2 separate regions of the Canis lupus genome follow, and region 1 is linked to region 2. A link is a contact called in public Hi-C data. All regions are on one chromosome and are shown on one strand. Each heading gives the region's core, a stretch centred on a gene start, on an enhancer-like site or on the middle of the called end of the contact. The rest is flanking DNA. Distances are from core to core; before and after follow the strand shown. Region 1 has its middle 75 kb from the start of ZNF81. Region 2 has its middle 76 kb from the start of ZNF81.

Evidence for each region. Hi-C and Micro-C count contacts between places; a contact is called where the count stands out from the background.
Region 1: a contact with region 2 is called in a Hi-C map of blood, with 2.4 times the contacts expected there. The contact joins two enhancer-like sites. A contact is called at or near these places in 2 of 9 Hi-C or Micro-C datasets (amygdala and blood).

What each region holds. Positions count from the first base shown.
Region 1 is chrX:41,710,399-41,715,254 of UU_Cfam_GSD_1.0, reverse strand. No RefSeq gene overlaps it. Among named protein-coding and RNA genes, the nearest start is that of ZNF81, 75 kb to the right of the region's middle. Within about 2 kb of position 2,449, at least 16 of the 20 cell types and tissues checked have an H3K27ac peak or open chromatin away from gene starts, as enhancers often do. A contact at or near this core is called in blood, where this site is marked.
Region 2 is chrX:41,559,007-41,563,592 of UU_Cfam_GSD_1.0, reverse strand. No RefSeq gene overlaps it. Among named protein-coding and RNA genes, the nearest start is that of ZNF81, 76 kb to the left of the region's middle. Within about 2 kb of position 3,027, at least 15 of the 20 cell types and tissues checked have an H3K27ac peak or open chromatin away from gene starts, as enhancers often do. A contact at or near this core is called in blood, where this site is marked.

The DNA of each region.
Region 1 (4,856 bases), core at 1,200-3,699, 150 kb before region 2:
AGAATGCAGCAAGTGCCGGATAAATGTGGTAGGTAGCTGCCCACACCCAGGAATGAAAAGTCTAGAATGGAGGGTTTAAGAGGCCTTTAGTTTCTGGTTTCAAAACCAAACACCACTAAAAAGAAAAAGACCATTTTTTAACATATATATTTTAAGATTTTATTTATTTATTCATGAGAGACACACAGAGAGAGGCAGAGACATAGGCAGAGGAAGAAGCAGGCTCCCCGTGGGGAGCCTGAAGCGGGACTCGATCCCAAGACCCCAGGATCACGACCTGAGCCCAAGGCAGACGCTCACCACTGAACCACCCAGGTGCCCTGAGGCCAGTCAAATTCAATTAAGATAAAATTAAGATGAAAACAGAATTACGCATGAGAAAGGAAGTATAATTAAAATACCTAGAGATTTTTAAAGTGTGAGAACACTATGTGAATTTTCCAATTAAATGTGATGGGAGAGCACTCCGCCAATCCCAAGAGTGCCTGGAGTGCAGAGGACTCACAAACAAGAGACTGAGATGTAGGAGGGGTGAGAGCTCAGCAGAGAGGCCCAGCACCTGGAAGAACGTGTCATGCTTTGCTCTCCTTGGACTGATAAAATGGGGATAATGATAGTCCTCACTTGGTAGCTTCTTAGTAGATAAAATAAAAGCTGAAGAAAGCAAAGCACTTAACACAGGGCAGCGCGGGTGGCTCAGCGGTTTAGCGCCGCCTTCAGCCCAGGGTGTGATCCTAGAGACCCGGGGTTGAATCCCACGTCAGGCTCCCTGCATGGAGCTTGCCTGTGTCTCTGTCTCTCTCTGTCTTTCATGAATAAATAAATAAGATCTTTTTAAAAAAAGCACTTAGCACAGTGTTAGCACCTAAGGGCTGAATGTTAACTGTAGCTATTATTTCTGTTAGCACCTGCCTATCTCCCCCAATCAGGATGCCCCTTTCTTGCCCTAGAAAACACATCATTCCGTTTTATTTTTTTTTAAGATTTTATTTATTTATGATAGTCACACACACAGAGAGAGAGAGGCAGAGACACAGGCAGAGGGAGAAGCAGGCTCCATGCAGGGAGCCCGACGTGGGATTCGATCCTGGGTCTCCAGGATCGCGCCCTGGGCCAAAGGCAGGCGCCAAACCGCTGCGCCACCCAGGGTACGCTCACAGCCTAGCTCAGGACGCTCCGCACCAGTCACGAGTTAGCTATTACTACCATCTTCATTTCAAAGTTGTAATTGAAGAAACTGAGGCACGCGGATAGGAAAAGAAAACAAAAACACAGTGGCCAAGTTTACAGAAACCACAATCTTCAGAGACTCGGTCGGGCCACAGCTCCAGCTCCTAAATGTTAGGTAACGCCGCAGCCACCCCGCTAGTGGGCGCAGCTCTCGCCCCGAAAGACAACGCCCACAAGGAAGCGCAAGGAAGCCCTTGCTCTGGAAGCCCCATCCAGTGGGCTGCGAGAAACCCTAGTGGGCAGGGCGTGTGGGGCGCCTAGGGACGCCCCGCTTTCGTTAGAATGCCCCTGGACTCCCCACCCCTTACTTGACGCCCCGCCCCCCACGTCCTGCACACCCCGCCCCATAGAGAACGCCCCACGTGCCCCGCCCATCACGCAAGAGTGCGCCCGTGCACCGCCCGCCACGTTAGACCGCCCCACTCGCCACGCCCTCACGTAGAACGTCCCAAACCCCACCCTCACGTGGAAAGACCCACAGGTCCTGCCCACCACGTAGAGCGCGGCACTCGCCCCGCCCACACATAGAACGCCCTCACCTGCCCTGCCCTTACATTAGACCGCCCCACACGCCCCGCCTTCTACGTAGAGCCGCCCACATATCCCGCCCACCACGTTAGACCTCTGCGCTTACCCTGCCCCACGTAGAACGCCCTTCACGTAGAACCCACATGTCCCGCCCACACGTAAGAGCGCGCCACTCCCTCCGCACACACGTAGCAAGACGTCTAACCCCGCCCACTACGTTAGACCGCCCCCGTGCCCCGCCCAACACGTAGAGCGTCCCGCTCGCTCCGCCTGCCCGTAGGACACCCCTCACATCCCACCCCCTACGTAGAACCACCCACTTGTCCCGCCCCCCACGTAGAGCACGCCACTCGTTCTGCCCACGCGTAGAATGACGTCACAGTCCCTCCCACCGTTAGAGCGCACCCTCTGGCCCCGCCCAACACGTAGAACGTCCTGCTCGCTCCGCCTGCCCGTAGAACGCCCCCACACCCCGCCCCCTACGTATATCCCTGTCCCGCCCATCACGTAGAGCGCTCCACACGCCCGCCCACCCTTAGAACGTCCTCACATGCTCCTCCCAGCACACTGACCGTCCCGCCCTTCACGTAGAACGTCCCGCTCGCTCCGCCCACACGTAGAACGCCCTCAAACCCCACCCACCACGTAGACCTGTCCATAGCCTGGCCCACAACGTAGATCACGCCACACATTCCGCCCTTCACGCAAAACGTCCCGCTCACCCCGCCCTTCATGTAGAACACCACACCGGTTTCGCCCAACTTTTGATCACGGAGCTTGCCTCGCCCTCTGCGTGGAAAGGCCGCCCAGGTTGTAGCCTTTCTAGTTCCTGGAATAGACTCGCACCTGGGACTCCCGCTGCTGCAGTCCCCGCGAGCACTGTCTTTACCACCTCCCCACGGATGGCGTGAACCTCAGTGGAACCAAACTGAGCAATGGGGAGAGGAGAAGGGCTGTGCTGTATAGAATCGGACGGCCGGGCGGAGGACTCTAGATTACTGTCCGAGTGGGACAGGTCTAGTGGGAAACCTATGGGGAGCGTACTCGGCAGCGGGACAGGCATCAGGGGATTGCAAACGATGGTGAGGCGGGAGGCACAGGTTAATCCCAGGCAGGGGTGAAACGGCTATGTGAGGGATGGGGACCTGGATGCACCCTTATGTATGTAATGGCAGGGGCATCTTAGCAGTTGAAAGTCCCCAGTAATAGGTGAAAATAGCCTGGTGGGTCTGGGGTCAGTGGGAGTCTGTTTATCCCTCTGCCCCTCACCCCACTCATGGTCTCTCTCTCTCTCACTGTGTCTCTCAAGTAAGTAAATAAAAATTTTTTTAAATTTAAAAACCCCACCTTTTTGCACCGAAAATGTCTTAAGGATTCTTCCTTGACTGCCACTTCTGGCCCACATCACAACAGGTGTCAACGGGGGCAAAAGGCCTTCAGAGCACATGTGTTATGTGCAGAAGGGGAACTGGCATACACATGAGCTACTCTTTGTGGTCCCTTGTGCCACACGTGGGTTTTACAGGGTCCAGGGTGGGGGTTTTCAGAGTACCAGATCTGTATCCAAAGGGCTGTGGTCTGGCTTTTGCCAGGCTGAGGCTGCCAAGTCACAGTGAGATAGTGCTCTGGGCCTGTGACTCAGGCAGGATGGATGTCCTTAAAATCCACAGGGAAGACTCCTTTCCCCTACACCAGAAACTGTAGGAAGCATCTTCCTCCTGTCATGTCCTTTCAGTGAGTGACCTCTACTGAGAAATCTTAACCTTATGCTCACTTCAAAGAAGAAATGTTTGGGCAGCCCGGGTGGCTCAGCGGTTTAGCGCCGCCTTCAGCCCAGGGCCTGATCCTGGAGACCCGGGATCGAGTCCCATGTCGGGGTCCCTGCATGGGGCCTGCTTCTCCCTCTGCCTGGGTCTCTGCCTCTCTGTGTCTCTCTCATGAATAAGTAAATAAAATCTTAAAAAAAAGAAGAAATGCTTATAGGAAGTTGGTTGTTTATCATAAAGTATATATTGAAGAGTGCTCACAGCAAAGAGGCAATAAATTGATAAATGACACATAGATATAAAACAGCAATAGTAACATAAAGGGGGCTTTCTACATTCCGCATGAAGTTTTTTTTTTAATTTTTATTTATTTATGATAGTCACAGAGAGAGAGAGACAGACAGACATAGGCAGAGGGAGAAGCAGGCTCAACGCACCAAGAGCCCGACGTGGGATTCGATCCCGGGTCTCCAGGATCGCGCCCTGGGCCAAAGGCAGGCGCTAAACCGCTGCGCCACCCAGGGATCCCCCGCATGAAGTTTTAAAATATGAATTCCAATCAGTCTGTGAAAAGCTAATATATATTTAAATTCATAGCAATACCGTTAAAATATACATTAAAAGGGATATAGTCAAAAATTTACTAGGCAAATTGGAATGCTGGAAATATTCAAATAATTTAAAAAGGAGTCAGAAAAAAACAAAAATAGAGGAAACAATCAGAAAAGTAATAAGCTATAGGACGTAAATCCTAACAATTACATTAAATGTAAATATCCTACAAATTTTAGTATTATTTGTTATAGTTCTGTGAAAAATGCTGTTGGTTATTTTGATAGAAATTACATTAAATCTGTAGATTGCTTTGTGTAGTATAGACATTTTAACAAAATTTTTTCTTCCAGGGCATCCCCGGTGGCACAGCGGTTTAGCGCCGCCTGCAGCCCAGGGTGTGATCTTGGAGACCTTGGATCGAGTCCCACGTCCGGCTCTCTGCATGGAGCCTGCATGGAGCCTGCTTCTCCCTCTGCCTGTGTCTCTGCTCCTCATTCTCTCTCTGTGTCTCTATGAATAAATAAATAAAATCTTAAAAAAATTTTTTTTTCTTCCAAACCATGAACATGGAGCATCAGTCCATTTGTTGGTATTGATGAGGGAGCAGAAGGCAAGCTGAGGACAAAGCACAAGCTAACACCTCCCTGCCCCCGCCCACTTCCTGCCCCAGGAGGGATGTGTGTGACATTCCTCGGCATTCCTTTTTGTTCCTAGCTGCACTAGAACAAAAGAAAGGGAAAAACAAATAGTTAACTGATAGGATCACAGTCCTGCCTG
Region 2 (4,586 bases), core at 1,778-4,277:
ACCAGGCAAAGCCCCCCTCCAAAAATAAGCTAGTCATTAATAAAAATAAAATCTTAAATAATTCAAATAAATATAATAGGCGGTTTAAAAAAACAAAACAAAGAGCTGGCCCTTTGAAATGACCAATGTCATAAATCACCCCCTAGCAAACCAGATAAAGGAGGACAGTTTAAAATAAAGAAATACATACACATACACACATACACACATACACACACACACACACACACACACACGGAAAATCTTTCCCAGACAGGGCAGTGTTTCAAAGTAGTTATTGTGAGTTATACATAACTGTATAGCAACGTATTTTAATATTGATGTGAAACAGGTGATTCTCTAGCAAGGTGTAAATTAACAAAGTTAATATAGGAAAAAAAAGAAGGGAACAATCAACGTAGAAGAGATCAGGGAAAAAAATGACGTAACACAACAAACACAAATAATAAGACTCTGACCTGTAGAAAGGAAAGGCAAATAGCCCATGGATTTTAGGGCCTGAGGAACAACAACACACTGTTGAGTTCCCTAGGTCTCCTTTTCCTCCCATATATCACAAACAGGACACTGGAGAAGCTTATAACTCAGAACTGTTAAAAGGCACAGACAAAAAAAGCTCTGAGAAATGCCTACTTCCCTTAATCACAGGGCCAAGAAGAGGGTGGCCTAACTAAATATACCACCCCACTCCAGCCAAATACTAAGAGAATACACATTCTCTTCAAGCACCCATACACATTCTCAAAGACATATCACACTCAGGGAGGGTCATAAAACAAACCTCAATAAATTGAATTTATATGGTGTATGTTCTTTAATATCATCAAACTAGAAATCAGTAACAGATAACAGGAGAGTCTCCAAGCACTTGAAAATGACACAATACATTTCTATATAATCCATGGATCAAAGAGGTGATCTCAGGAGAAATTAAAAAGTAATGAATGAAAATTAAAATACAACATATCAAAATTTGGGGGATGGAGATAAAGCAATGTTGAGAGGGAAATTTATAGTACTAAAATGTTTATATTAGAAAAGAATTAAGGTCTTAAATCAATCATTTAAGCTCCCATCTCAAGAAATTAGAAAAAGAACAAAGTAAACCCAAAGCAAGCAGAAGGAAAGAAGTAATAAATATATAAGAGCATAAATCAATGAAATTGAAAACACTTACCAAATTGTTGAATCACTCTATTGTACACCTGAAACAAAAATAGTTGAGACAAAATATATATGTAAATACATAAAAAAAGAAAGAAATGAAAACAGAAAAACAATACAGAACAATAACTGAAACCAAAAGCTGGTCCTTTGAAAATATTTATAAAATTGGTAATCCTCTAGCAAGACTGATGAAGATACAAATTACCAATATCAGAACTGAAACACAAGGTATAACTAAAGATGCTGCAGCCATTAGAAGTAAAGTAAGGGAATACCACAACAAATGTGCATAAATTCAAAAGCTTGGATGAAATTGTCCAATTCTTCAAAAAACACAAATTCCCACAAGTCACTCATTATTAAGTAGATACTCTGAAAAAAAAAAAAATAGATAACCTGAAGTCACATAACTACTACAGATGTTGAAGCCATAATCAAAAAGCTTCCAAAAGGGAATGTCCAGGCTCAGATGGTTTCACTGGAGGATTCTATCAAACAGTTAGAGGAAAATTAACATAATTCTACATAATCTCTTCCAGAAAATACAAAAGGAGAGATTATTTTCCACCTCATTCTATGAGGCCAGTATTATCCTAACACTAAAACCAGACAAAGACAGTACAAAAAACTAAAACTGTAGACTAATGTCTTTCATATACCGAGTTGCAGAAAATCCTCAAAAAAAAAGCATTAGTTCATCAATTCCTGCAACATATAAAAAGAATTACACAGCACAACCAAGTGAGGTTTATTCCAGGAATGTAAGGCTGGTTCAACATTCAGAATTCAATCAGTGCATTCTCCCATATTAACAGGCTACAGAAGAAAAATCACAAGATCATGTAAATTCATACAGTATTGACAAATTTCAATACCCATTCATGATAAAACTAGATAGACACATAGATCAAAGGAACAGAATAAAGAACCTAAAAATAGCCCTACACAAGTATGGCCAATTTATTTTTCACAAAGGTGCAAAACAAGTCAAGGAAGGAAGGATCGTCTTCAACAAATGGTGCTTGACATTCAAATAGATGAGTTTCAGTCTAAGTCTCACTCTATATACAATCCTGAACTCAAAATGCACCATGGACAGCAGGAAGGAGAAATGGAACAATCACCAACACACGGGAGAATTTCTCTCTCCTCTCTCAGTAACGGGAGACAAGGACACCAAAGAGTACAAATTTTGTATGACACAGTTGACAACTAAACTAAATATATTTTTTTATTAAAAGAAGGAACATTTATAAAAATTCACCACGGCCTAGGCCATGAGTCTCCTCCTGTTTCAAGAAATGAGCTTCATAGACATTTTTCTGACCACAGAAAACTAAAGCTAGAAATCTATTAAAAAGATAAACTTTTGGAAACTAAAAACGCACTTCTAAATAACCTGTGGGCAGAAGAAAAATCAACTCTCAGGGAACACTTAGAACATAATGCACCGAACCTCTGGGTCTTTAGAGTGAACTTCAGGACTTTAACGTCGAGAGAAGAGGAAAGCCTGCAAAACAATGATCGAATCATCCAACTGTTAGACAACCGATTCCACCACTGACCACACAGAATGCCCCAACACTCACGCTCCCCGGGCCCCATCGCTTCCACATCCCTCGGACGCAGAGCACTGAGATCCTCCTGACAACTATTAAACACTGCTGAGAACCGTAGCCGCTTCCGGTCACCACCCCTAGCACTGCCCCTTCTGAGGGTTTGGGGCGACGGACGAAGGGGGCGTGGCCCTGCACACGCGCAAAACCACATTCGAAGCCGCTCTCAGCCCAGAGTCAACATGGGGGTGTTACGGAATCGGTGCTTCGAGGCGTTCGGTGCCCTACAGCCGCGTCGTCAGGAGGGGAACATGGCCGCGCCCGTGTCGCGCTTCCCCGTCGGGTGCGCCATGTTGGGGGAGTAACTGTTCCGTACCAAGGGTAAAGAAGCCTCTAGACTCACAGAGCAGAGCCGCGGAGCTGTCTCCGTGGCGGGGAGCGTGGGTGGCGACGTTCTTTGGGGCGGGCTTCCTGGAGGAGGGGTCTTTGGACCTATACTCTGGATTTGTGTAATAATGTTCAGAGAAGCTAAAGGGCTTCTGACAAGGCGCAGAGGTGCCCTTGGCTGTTCTCTCCCGGCAGATACCACAGGATGAGAAGGTGGTGGGGGGGAGAAGTCAGACTGGTTTACAGTCCTCTCCTGGAACATACCACGAGCCAAGAAGGGGAAGAAATTGGGGGTGTGCAAGTCTCCTTGGGATATAGCCCTGAGGGAAAAAGGGGGAGAAGTCAGTGTCAGATACTCTTCTGTTGTTCTTGTAGGGGTTGGCTGCGTGGGATCTGAATGCTCCCATAGTCTACATTATCTCCCACTCCAGCGACCTCAGATAAAATATGTACCAATAATACTTTTTGGTTTTCCTTAATCTAAAGCAATATGTCAATAAAACTGTAGGACACTATTATTTTTATTTCCATATAAAATAAAATCTGCACAGTGATAATGCCCTTTGAAAATGTAGCTTTAACATAAGACTGATTCTGCCCTTCAACCCGTTTGCTGCCCCTAACATTGCTTCTTTTTTTTTTTTTAATTTTTATTTATTTATGATAGTCAGAGAGAGAGAGAGAGAGGCAGAGACCCAGGCAGAGGGAGGAGCATGCTCCATGCACCGGGAGCCCGATGTGGGATTTGATCCCGGGTCTCCAGGATCGCGCCCTGGGCCAAAGGCAGGCGCTAAACCGCTGCGCCACCCAGGGATCCCCTTAGCATTACTTCTAATAGGGAAATTCTGGAGATGCTCATATCCTTCTAGGAGATGTCAGCGGGGCAGAAAGGGAAGTCCTGTTGCCCTTTAGCTGGGAATGCCTACTTTTCCTTCAAAACCCAAGTTCAGAGGATCCCTGGGTGGCTCAGCGGTTTGGTGCCTGCCTTTGGCCCAGGGCACGATCCTGAAGTCCCGGGATCGAGTCCCACGTCGGGCTCCCGGCATGGAGCCTGCTTCTCCCTCCTCCTGTGTCTCTGCGCCTCTCTCTCTCTATGTCTATCATAAATAAATAAATCTTAAAAAAAAACCAAGTTCAAGTATCTCCTCCTCCAGGGAATCCTCCTGACAGAGGTCAAAGGCTCTGTACCCTCTGAAGGCTTTTCTGGATCCTCGGATGAGGAAGGTATTTTGAGGGGGCCTGACACAGGCTGGATGCAGTCCAGTCACCTACCCTCTGGGGCTCAGTTTAACAATCTGGAATGTAAGGGTGTCCTACTCAGCCTAAGACCATCTGGGACTAATTTGTAGTCTGACTGATCTATCAATCAATGAGGGAGACCACACACCAGAGGAACTATAGAGTATCTTACTAAACAAAGGAAAAGGTAGAGTTACAGGATTTTGAGGAATGGTGAAGTTTAGATGAGATAGAAAT